2 separate regions of the Rattus norvegicus genome follow, and region 2 is linked to region 1. A link is a contact called in public Hi-C data. All regions are on one chromosome and are shown on one strand. Each heading gives the region's core, a stretch centred on a gene start, on an enhancer-like site or on the middle of the called end of the contact. The rest is flanking DNA. Distances are from core to core; before and after follow the strand shown.

What was found. A called contact is a pair of places that touch in the nucleus more often than the background predicts.
Region 2: a Hi-C map of frontal cortex shows a contact between it and region 1, with 2.3 times the contacts expected there. The contact joins the promoter of Zbtb18 here to the enhancer-like site in region 1. A contact is called at or near these places in 2 of 12 Hi-C or Micro-C datasets (frontal cortex and prefrontal cortex).

Annotation. Positions count from the first base shown.
Region 1 is chr13:91,378,427-91,384,372 of GRCr8, forward strand. All of the region lies in intron 13 of Sdccag8 (SHH signaling and ciliogenesis regulator SDCCAG8), which reads left to right. Among named protein-coding and RNA genes, the nearest start is that of Sdccag8, 95 kb to the left of the region's middle. Within about 2 kb of position 3,620, at least 30 of the 93 cell types and tissues checked have an H3K27ac peak or open chromatin away from gene starts, as enhancers often do. A contact at or near this core is called in prefrontal cortex, where this site is marked.
Region 2 is chr13:91,971,925-91,977,580 of GRCr8, forward strand. It overlaps Zbtb18 (zinc finger and BTB domain containing 18), which reads left to right and starts at 2,009. Exons shown (of 2, transcript NM_001401285.1): 1 at 2,009-2,170; 2 at 4,475-5,656. The coding sequence starts at 2,158.

The DNA.
Region 1 (5,946 bases), core at 2,370-4,869:
GAAGAACAGTAGCACTAATTTGTAGAAGTAAGTGTTCACTGCTCCTCTGTGTACGGATAGGGATATACGTTACTACAGTTGCCCCTCTGTGTACAGATTGGGATATATATTACTACAGTTGCCCCTCTGTGTACAGATAGGGATATATATTACTACAGTTGCCCCTCTGTGTACGGATAGGGATATACATTACTACAGTTGCCCCTCTGTGTACGGATAGGGATATACGTTACTACAGTTGCCCCTCTGTGTACAGATTGGGATATACATTACTACAGTTGCCCCTCTGTGTACGGATAGGGATATATATTACTACAGTTGCCCCTCTGTGTACGGATAGGGATATACATTACTACAGTTGCTCCTCTGTGTACGGATAGGGATATACGTTACTACAGTTGCCCCTCTGTGTACGGATAGGGATATACGTTACTACAGTTGCCCCTCTGTGTACGGATAGGGATATACGTTACTACAGTTGCCCCTCTGTGTACAGATTGGGATATATATTACTACAGTTGCCCCTCTGTGTACAGATTGGGATATACATTATTACAGTTGCCCCTCTGTGTACGGATAGGGATATACATTACTACAGTTGCTCCTCTGTGTACGGATAGGGATATACGTTACTACAGTTGCCCCTCTGTGTACGGATAGGGATATATGTTACTACAGTGGAGTCTTGTCAGGGCTGCTTCTTCCTGCCCTTCACTGGCCGTTTAAATTGTCATAATAAGACTGTCATTCTCTTGGGCTTCATTTTTATCAAGAGGAAGGAGAACAGTTGAAGTCCCTTTACATATTTATTTTTAATAAATCCAAACATCTACAGAACTGTGAGATTTGAATCCCTCCATAAGATTATTTTTTGCGTATATGTGTCAGGTTAATTTGAAACAAAACTCTACAGCAACCATTTCTGAATGTTTGTGTGACTTACTAGCTACTCACAGTGGTGGGCGCTCTTCCACAGAACTGTCTTACTTATTAACATTCCCTCTTCAAGTTCTGCATCCTTCCCTCATATCCAACCTGGAGGGAAATTCCCATAGGAAGCCTTGGACCTGAATTGCCCTAAGTGCTAATGGGAGACGTGCCTATCATTAAACCTGCCGGCTCCTGCTTTTATCAATGTGACTGTCATGAAAGCCCCATGTCCCCTTTTACATGAGTAATTTTTCAAGGAATTCTCAGAGCAGCAATCTAAGTGAGAGATGATAAGTGATCATGTTGCCCTCCCCTACTTTTGTGACCCACATGGAAAGACCTGACCTCTGACCTAAATAGATAGCAGGTTGCAATTGAGCTTTTATATCATTTTGAAATTGAGGGAAGCTACATCAAGGAAGTCACAAGGCTGTCTTACTGTAATGGGCAGGTTTATCGAAACAAAAGGTGACTAACACTTTGTTTCTAGAGCATTCTAGAAGCTGAAATGACTGACATTCAGCTGAGATAATCACTGCTCTTGACGTAGTTTGACTGCTCGGTCTACTGAGATTTGCTCTATTTCTGTTCTTAGAAGTCCTCAGAGGAAGAAACAGTGCAAGTGTAGCCAGCTCTCCTTCCTAGGCCTGGGGACTGTCCTCAGCACCCCTGTGGTGTCACAGTGAGCCATCCATGGCAGAGCTCTCCTCGTCTGAGGATGGCTCATCCTTTCAGATCTCCGTCTCACAGGTCAAACCCTTCATTCTGAAGCTGAAGATAAAGGAGAGGGCTTTGATTTCCTGCCTTTGAGTATAACTTCCCAAGCTTCCAGGATTACTCCCTTAGAAGCAAATAGTGTCTAGATGCACAAACATACCTTTGGGATATGGTAGTCTGCAGCTCAGAGAAGCCACGGGGAGCCAGGGGAAAGTCACACTTTGCCAGGAGAAAGTTATGTCACTGGGAAGAAAGGGATGAAGGACCCTGGGTAAGTAAGAGCAGGGGGGTGTCTGCTCCGTTGTCCCTGTCAGTTTAAAATATGACCACTGATTTTTTTCTTTGCCTGAGGAATAGTTTGGAGTGGGAAGAAGGAACAAAGAGCGGTTCCCTGTTCATGTTGATTGGAACCTGGTATTGCCCACTGCCAATATAAATCCAAAGAGGCATGGCCGGTTCATAAGGCGTCTTGCTTGTTTATTTTAGAGGGTGAAAGAAGCAGGAAGTCGAGAGTGTCCTGAGCTTGTGCCGTGCATTGCCTGGTTCTGTACAGCAGTGTCTGCTTGCTGCTACTCTGTGACGTGAGACACATAAACACTGTGTCAGTATAGAAACTAGTATATCTATGTATAGACACATTTCTTTCCCCCTTCTTTCTCCCTTCTTTTCTTACTTTGTGTTAGGGATTGAATTCAGGGACCTACGCATGCTGTGTACACAGTGACCACTGAGCTACACATAACCATAGCACCCATGTAAATTCAAATGGCAACAGTGGTAATGAGTGCGATCTTTAAAACTTGAGTGGGTGTTTTTTTTAATTGATAAGCAGTTTAATTAGTGTGCATAACTTTTAGTGTATCAAATGTTTATAAAACTAGTGCTTTATAAGTGATCAGGAGTTCAAACAAACCTGGTTAATTATAAGCAGTTTGAGATGCTCTGTGTGTCAGGGCTAACATGGAGTTCCATGGAGAACATTCCTAAATATATGAAGAGGATGAGTCCTGTAAGGGGAAGTTTGGAAGTACAACGAGGAAGGGAAAGAAAAGGAGGGCTTGAAGATGGCCATTAGATGCTACAATCACACACACACACACACACACACACACACACACACACACACATGTATAAAAACAAACAAGTTTTTTAAAAACCCCATAATTTAGAGCTATGTAGACTTGGAAGGTTGTAAAATCTAAGCTCAGAGGCCAGAATCAAGCCCTCTCTTTATTTTCAGCCCCCCATCACCAAGCATGACATCAGGTGTTTAGCATAAATTTACCTCTGCTCTTTACCGTTAAGGGAGGAAAGGGAGAAGGAAATAGCATCTGTTAATTAGCTTAGGTCCCAGCTCTGCGCCCTGCTTCTGCATTTGAAGAAGACCTGTAGCATCAGTGTGTTTCTTTATGTTGCATGGTTAACTTCAGTTTTTTCCACTTGAGTTTTATTCAAGAATTTTTAACCTAAAGTTTCCATTTAAAAGTTAAGCTCATTTTCCCTCTCTTGTACTCCTTTCATGAATAAATTAAGCAGAGAACGTGTCAAAAATAATTTTAAATGAATATATGTGCAACCAACATCTTCAAGGCTCAAAATAGATGGCCTTGGTGCTGTTATAAATTGCATCCTCTTTTTCTCCCCCACCCAGTATCGGGGAAAGTAGGCTGTCAAGGAGCCAGGAAAACAGAGGCTCTGGTGGACACCACACTGCCTGTGCATGGGCTCTCCACCTGTCTGGCAGGCGCGACACCCTGGTCTCGGCGTGGCCCGGGGCAGAGGCTTGAGTTAGCGGCTGCCAGCCAATGTGTGTCTGCAGGTTCTGTTCAATGTTCCTGGCTCGCTCCCCTCAGTTCTGCAATGCCCAAATGTGTGTGCACTGAAAATCGACACTGGGGACGCTCCCTTCTCCCCTGCCACTCAGGCCCACAGCCTGGAGCATGGTGGCGGCAGCAGCCAGCTCATTTCCTGAAGAAGCCCAGAGGGAACCGAGAAAGCTTACCCACACTGCTTGCCTGACTCAACAACAAGGAGCATGAAGTTCAGTGAAAATGGAAGGGAAGGCAGCAGTGTGTGCTAGAATAATGCTCCCAAGTCAGAGCGCTTCTGAGAGGAAGTTCTGTCCTCCCTCCTACGGTAGATAAATGGAGGGAAGGAAACAAGTCATCAGTTTAATGGTGTCTAATATCCTCACCCACCACCTCCCTCCTCCCTGGGTTTGGTTAGTAGGTCAGTTGTCAGACAGTGCTCCTTTTTTATTTGATAACCACTTGCTTATTACACAGTGAGTCATTGATTGATAAATCCAAGACAGCAAGCTTCGTAAGAATCTTGAGATGGTTTAAGAGGCTGGGAAATGTTTTGGTCTCCTCAGTGACCTGACCCAGACCGAAGTCAGCCTCATGGGAAACACACTGCTGTCCAGACCGTGTAAGCCCGCACTGGGGCTGGGGTGGAATGCAGTCAGTTTCAGCTCAGAGCAAGTATTAAGTCATGGGTTAAAGCAACATTTTGGAGCAGCCTGTCAGGTAGACATCTAGCTAAGTGGAATCGACGTTCCACAGTGGCTCAGTATGGCCTCTAGCAAGCACACTTCTATCACCATGGAGAGAACTGAGTATCTTTCTCACGTCCTGGGGTTTACAAGGAAAGAAAAAATGGGTTGCTTGTGTTTTGAGGTCTAGGAGGGATTCCTTCTCCAGAGAAGGTACTCTAAGAGCCAGCCTTGAAAACTTTGCTGTCTTTATCAGAGCCTGTTTCTGACTAAAAGATTTACTAAAAGAATGGACCCAGAGGCCGAAGGGTAACTTTGTACAAATGTACTAATATTTGGTACATGACATGGAAAACAAAGTGCCATGTCCTAGTGGCACATGTAGAGGCTGGAGGCTGGTGAGCGGGTGGCCCTTGCCTGCCTTCCAGAAGCGGATCAATCCCGTGTGCTTCAGCAGGCTGGCTTGGCTTGATTTTGACGTGTCCTTGTTCTGTCAACTGCCCTTCATTTCCTACAAAGAGTAGCTGAGGCTTGTTGAGATGCACGGATATGTAAAATCCCGTTAACACAGAGTTCTGGAAATTAGAGATAGAGACTGTGCTTCTGTCTGTTCAGAGACCTCAATGCTTTAAAACGAAGTCATGTAAAATAGTAATAATAATAGTAATAATAATAACAATAAAAATAATAACAATAATCAATCATCACAATGCTTAGTCTAGAAAACTTGAGGGCAGCTGAGGGCACGGTCCAGTCCTCTAGCTAGCCTCCTTTGGCAAGGTTATAGCGTTGATGAATTAAGGCTACAGAGAGTACTTTGTTAAATATGGTGCTTCCTCTTTTCTAGTCTTAGTCTTTGTCTTGAGAGGGAAAGCCATCGGTCTATTCCTTCCTGAAGTCGTCCTTTGCTGATGGCAGCATCGTGGCAGCCGGGGCTCCTTAAGTTCTGCGGACAGCACTGCTGGTACTCGGTTCTTACCTCTCCCTGAAAGAAGACATCTATTCAAGTCTTTAGTCATTGAATAATTGGTCAGCAATGTTTCAGCCGAGAAAGGATGATAATCCTATTAAGGAATAATGAAATCCATCTACAGCAAAAAAAAAAAAAAAAAAGCCCATGAGAGAACTGTAGAGGAACCCAAATTTTGATCCCGCACCCAGACTGACTTTCACAAAGAATTATCTGTAAAAGTGGAGGGCGTCATGGCGCAGGAGACAGCTCATATCACTAATAAACATCCTAGATGCTGCCTTCCGTGTTTGCTTTTCATTAGAGTCAGGGATGGTTCGACTCTGTTGCTGTGATTCCGTCAACATTTATCCCTATCTGTCTTTCATATACAAAGGCTTAGGGATGCCAGAAAACAAACTGTTAACGGAGAATTAACTTCTTTGGCATGCTTTCATACTTATCTTCCAAATTAAAGAAAATGAAATGGGCAGAAACAGAGTGTAGATTACCTCCTTTTTGTCAAAAATGGTGGGAATTTGAAAATTAATAATAAAAAAGGGAACAGATGCAGTAACATGCCAGAGGGAGATTAATGTGGAGAGTAAAATCTGTGAGCAACAAAACTGAAGCAAACTGAATCAGTGGGAGGTGGTTGTACAATCAAAATCAGGATAAAAGAGAAATTACAAACAACCCTGCACTTGTCAAAGTAGTAGTAATGAAAGCCTGAGTGTGCCAGCAGCGAGAACCTGTGTTAGCACTTTGGGGTAAGGATGGTAGCCGGGTGCCAGGTAGGAGGGCAGTGTTAGGCTGCTGGGCAGCAGCCATCTTGTGTAGAACAGATGGCACCGAA
Region 2 (5,656 bases), core at 759-3,258, 590 kb after region 1:
GGAGTTAGTTAGTGCGGCGGAGGGCGGGCGGTGCGGGCTCGCCTCGCCTCGCCTCGCCTGGCCGCGCTCCCCGGCCGGTGCAGCTGCGGCGCGGGGCGGACTCGGTGCAGCTGCGGCGGCGCCTCCCGGTGCGGAGGGCGGGCGGGCGGGCGGGGGAGGGGGCCGGGCCGCCGCAGCTGCAGCGCCCGGGACGGCCGCGGCTCCGGGGCCGGTGCAGCTGCAGGGCCGGGGGAGGGGGAGGGCGCGGTGCCGGGGTTGCGGTTGCCGGGAGGCCCCGGGGGCTGGCGCGCGGCGGCGGCGGGGGAGCGGTCGCCGCGCCGCTTCTTGCGACTTTTCTTTTGTTGTTGCCGCGACCCGGGTCTGTTTTCTCGGCCGTTGTGGAAGGTGCTTTCCTGCTGCACCGGCTCTCTGCCCTGCACCTCCTTCCCCGTGGTTTCACCCTTCCTCTTTCCCTGAGTGCTTTATGCACCGCGAACTGCGTGAAGATTTGCATCTCTTCTCCCACCCCGGAACCTCACACACACACCCGGGGCACCCTGCCCCCACCTCTGAAAAACAAACCCAGAACCTCCGAGGGTCTGCGGTAGCAGTGGACGGGTTGATCCGTGGAGTGGATGTCTTCGGGCCATTGCGGTGCTTGGGACTCTTTAAACTGTCACTCACCCCCACCACCACCCCACTGGGTAAACGGGGTGATTAATGTCGGATATAGTGGAATAGGGCGAGGGCATCTGTGGAAAGGAGGGTGTGTGTGTGGCAGGGAAGTAATATATCTATCTGCACAGAGTGCCTCCCGAACGAGTTCAGAATTATGTCATTCACCGCGAAGTTACAGAAAGTTAGGTTTGTGACTCGTGAGCAAGAGCAGGACACAGTTGGGGTTTTGTTCTCTAGCTCCCTGCCTCTGTTTTCTAAGGCGAGCCTAAGTGGTTGTCGCCTGGGTTGGGACGCTTGTGCCTCAGGCCCCAACTTCTTTTTTCTACTCCTCAACCTCCCAAGAGTCCGTGGAGATGTGTCTGATATTCATAGATGTCGCAGCACCTTACAGGGCACCCAGCGACCCAGCCCCGGTTACATTAACATTTCATCAGCCATTAGAAAAGATCCACAAACTGTAGCCAAAAAAAGTTCCCAAAGTCTACACTTGGCTTCCCACCCCTTCTGGTGATCACAACCCCCTTCCCCCCAAAGTGATAGAGTCCAAGGACAAGACAAAAGTGACGACTTTTCTGAGCAGGAAGACGAATGTGTGGTCAAACAGCCATTCTAAGTGACTGTAGCAGGTTTCGTCAGTTTATTCATTTGCCTCATTGAACTGAAATACTTTCCAGGATTTCAGAAGTGCAGTTTCAGTTTGTTAATGCTGAGAGTGGAAATTTGCACTAACGGCGGCGGTGTGAACTGTTTTCCTGGGAGGTAGTTGCAGATAAGTTGCTTAGGTAAGAAAGAAACAATAAGGCGAACCACGCTGAAGTAATAGTTCTTAATAAGACTGCCAACATTTCGGAGATGTCTGCCATTATCTCCGCAGGGGAAGGGGGGAAAAACATGCTGTAATAATGTTGAAATGGGACTAGAGATGTCAAATGGGTTGGTTTAAAAATATCCCTAAGCTGCCTTTGAAACTAGACGTTGGAGTTGAATAAAAGTGAATGTGGGTTTCCTGAATAGCACCGAGCTCGAGTGTGCTGTCATATGTAAGCCAGTCCACCAACTTGAGGCAGAAGTGTTGCGATTCCATAAATACAGTAGGACTCCATATGCTGAATTTTTCAATTTCTTCTGTTAGAAAGTTTGGGGGGAAAAAGGAAGACTTTGAAGTATTTTGTTTATACTAACAGAAGAGAAAAGTTCTCCTAAGAAAAAGCTGGTGGCAGGAGTGTAGAGGAGTAGCATATGGCATTAAAGGAGCACAGCTGGAGGTAGCATTTCCATCTGAACATGATGTCAGAGCAGCTGACAGCCTGCCATCCCTCAGCCTTTTATTCTAACACACAGACAGGGAGTTAGTGTGTGCGGATCTGTGGTGGGGAAGGTATCTCGTTCCTCTCCAACATCATCTCCACTTTGCATCTGTCTCTCTTAGTCTGCTTTTTTTCCACCGATGTAACAGACCTGCAGCCAGCAAGACTCCGAGGGAAGGACTTAATCAAGTTTATGTGTCCTAAAGGTAGGAGTAGCAGGAGATTAGGTCGAGCATCTTTGTGTTTGGGTGTTTTATCTAATTTTTTTAAAATCACATTACTTTTCTAATCTACTTTATGAATAATGTGAAATTGAGCCTCAAGTGATGGTCTTACTGGAGTTGGAGTCTTGGGCTTGCTTGGTTATTTCTTCTGTTTGGGCGAGTAAATAACTTTTAATACACAGAAATATTTCAAGTTTTCAGATGGTAAGAAGGCTTTGGAATATGGCTTTTGGAGATCACTGTGGATTAAGATGTCTTTTGTTCACTGCTGTTTGGATTCCTTTTGCTTGAGGGGGGCAGAAATAGTAAACTGTCTGGAATCCAGCTTTCAAACTTACACGAAAAGATTATTCTGGTTAAGAAGCTAGGTTGTGTAATTAATTCCACTGTGAAACCTTATTCTTCAAAACACTCGGCAAGCATGACTGGAAGCAGCATACAGCTGTAGTGCTTTTGAAACCGGAGGGTTTTTGTAGTTGGGTTTTTTTGTTGTTGTTTTGTTTTTTTTTTTGTTTTTTTTGTTTTGTTTTTTAAGAAGGAAGAAAGAAAGAGAACTTTTGTTCCTAGGAGAATAGTTTGACCAGTTTCCTCATTTCTCTTTCAAATCTATATTTAAGAGATCTTTTATTTCAACCTAACAATAATTATTTGCAGGAGTTTTTGTGTTAGTGACTAATTTAGAACTTGTAGATGTGAGCTGCCTGAATTGGCCAGACAGCTGTAATCGCACCCCTCTATTCTTAATCTCTTTATCTGGGCAGCAGCTGCCATATGGCTACAGTCAGCTGGATCAGATGTTTATAAGCTTCCTTCTCCGTCCCTCTCTGTCCTCTCAGCCTCCTAATTTGATCACGGCTACCTTGTGAGCTGCCCTCCAATCTTTATTTTTAGCCCTCTCAAGGATTAGGATTGATGTTAGCTGTGGGGCACTTAAACTGATTGTATTGTAAGTCTTGGTTTATTCTGTTGGTGGTGTCTTTCCGAAGGTGCGGGTCAGGATGAGAGTTTCGCTGTGTCTCAGCATAGTGTGGAGGAGAGAAGCCGTCTCTGGGTATTAACTGGCTTGCTCTCCATCAGATGCACTTGCTGAGATAGATGAGGGGAGCCCTGCCTTTGGTCCCAGGATGGGGAAGTGTGCTAAGCTCATCTGAGTTTTAGCTACCACAGTTGAATTTTGACCAGTTTTCCCTTCCCTTCTTTCATTCTCTCTTGCCAGAAAACATGGGAAAGATGCATAATTGGAAGAATAGAAGGTACTGGGGAAACAAAATATGTCAATTATTTTTGAAACAAAGTATTTTCTGTTGGATACCTAAGGCAGAGCCAGAAAAAAAGTTTATTTATTTTGTTTTTTTTTCCTAGGAAGGCTTTTAAAAATACTAAATATTTAACTCACACAGTTTTTGCACTTCATTTTATAGTGGTAAAAGTTTGATTAATTTTAATATGAAGTTTCTTTTGCCCTATAGCAGATCAAAGTTTAGATGAAATTTTTCATAGTTAACAGCCTCTCTGGTTGCTAATGTTGTTGAAGGAAAGGATCTACAAAGAAACAGACCCCCCCCCCCATTCATTTTTAAAATGTTTGGATTTGTTCATAGTAAAGATGATCTTTCCCATCTGTCGGTGCAGTTCTGTCTGATCTTCAGGGTGTGCAGTACCTGCAAATCTTACAGCACCAACATCTGTTCTTGTATGCAGGGCTTTTGTTGTTGTAACACTCTGACTTTAAAGTAAGTTGTTTGCCTATTCTGGACTAATTATGCAATTTCATTTTTTTTCCCCACAACTCAACCAAATGTGTGTGTGTGTGTGTGTGTGTGTGTGTGTGTGTGTGTGTGTGTGTGTGTGTTCAGTCTGGGCTTTCCAGGTAGTCGGGTATCAAAAGTGATACAAAGACTGGCTGGACATGTTTTCTTGACTCTTCACAATTTGTGTGGGACTTTGCCTGGTATTAGAAATTCTCTCCCTTTGAAGTTAAAGCTGTCTTGTAGGTTTTGTGGGATGTCATTTGATGAGTCGTTGGTTAAATTTCTGGAAGAGGTCTGAGTTCTTGTTCTCAGTAATAGGCTAATGGAAGGCTTTAAACTTGACCAGAAGTTCTGAGAGGGGTGAGTGAGTCCATGGTGACTGCATTTAGGTTGAGCGTGTGACTTGGGTGTCCTTGGGGCGTGAGCCTGATTTAAATTCAGACATGTAACTCTCCACCACTAAGGCGGATATTTTTAAGTGGGGACTAGAGTCTAAATTCCTGACCAGTCTCTAACCAGAAACTCCTCTTTCCAGGTTATGAAGACAGTATGGAGTTCCCAGACCACAGCAGACATTTGCTGCAGTGTCTGAGCGAGCAGAGGCACCAGGGCTTTCTTTGTGACTGCACTGTTCTGGTGGGAGATGCCCAGTTCCGGGCACACCGAGCTGTACTGGCTTCATGCAGCATGTATTTCCACCTCTTTTACAAGGACCAGCTGGACAAAAGAGACATTGTTCATCTGAACAGCGACATTGTGACAGCCCCCGCTTTCGCTCTCCTGCTTGAATTCATGTACGAAGGGAAACTCCAGTTCAAAGACTTGCCCATTGAGGACGTGCTAGCAGCTGCCAGTTATCTCCACATGTATGACATTGTCAAAGTCTGCAAAAAGAAGCTGAAAGAGAAAGCTACCACAGAGGCAGACAGCACCAAAAAAGAAGAAGATGCTTCAAGTTGTTCGGATAAAGTCGAGAGCCTCTCGGACGGCAGCAGCCACATGGCAGGTGATCTGCCCAGTGATGAAGACGAAGGCGAAGATGACAAATTGAACATTCTACCCAGCAAAAGGGACTTGGCAGCTGAGCCTGGGAACATGTGGATGCGATTGCCCTCAGACGCAGCAGGCATCCCCCAGGCTGGCGGAGAGGCCGAGCCACACGCCACAGCAGCTGGAAAAACAGTAGCCAGCCCCTGCAGCTCAACAGAGTCTTTGTCCCAGAGGTCTGTCACCTCCGTGAGGGATTCGGCAGATGTTGACTGTGTGCTGGACCTGTCTGTCAAGTCCAGCCTTTCAGGAGTTGAAAATCTGAACAGCTCTTATTTCTCTTCACAGGACGTGCTGAGAAGCAACCTGGTGCAGGTGAAGGTGGAGAAAGAGGCATCCTGTGATGAGAGTGATGTTGGCACTAATGACTATGACATGGAACATAGCACTGTGAAAGAGAGTGTGAGCGCTAACAACAGGGTACAGTATGAGCCGGCCCACCTGGCTCCTCTGAGGGAGGACTCGGTCTTAAGGGAGCTGGATCGGGAGGACAAAGCCAGCGACGATGAGATGATGACCCCAGAGAGCGAGCGGGTGCAGGTGGAAGGAGGCATGGAGAGCAGTCTGCTTCCCTATGTCTCCAATATCCTGAGCCCCGCGGGCCAGATCTTCATGTGCCCCCTGTGCAACAAAGTCTTCCCCAGCCCCCACATCCTGCAGATCCACCTGA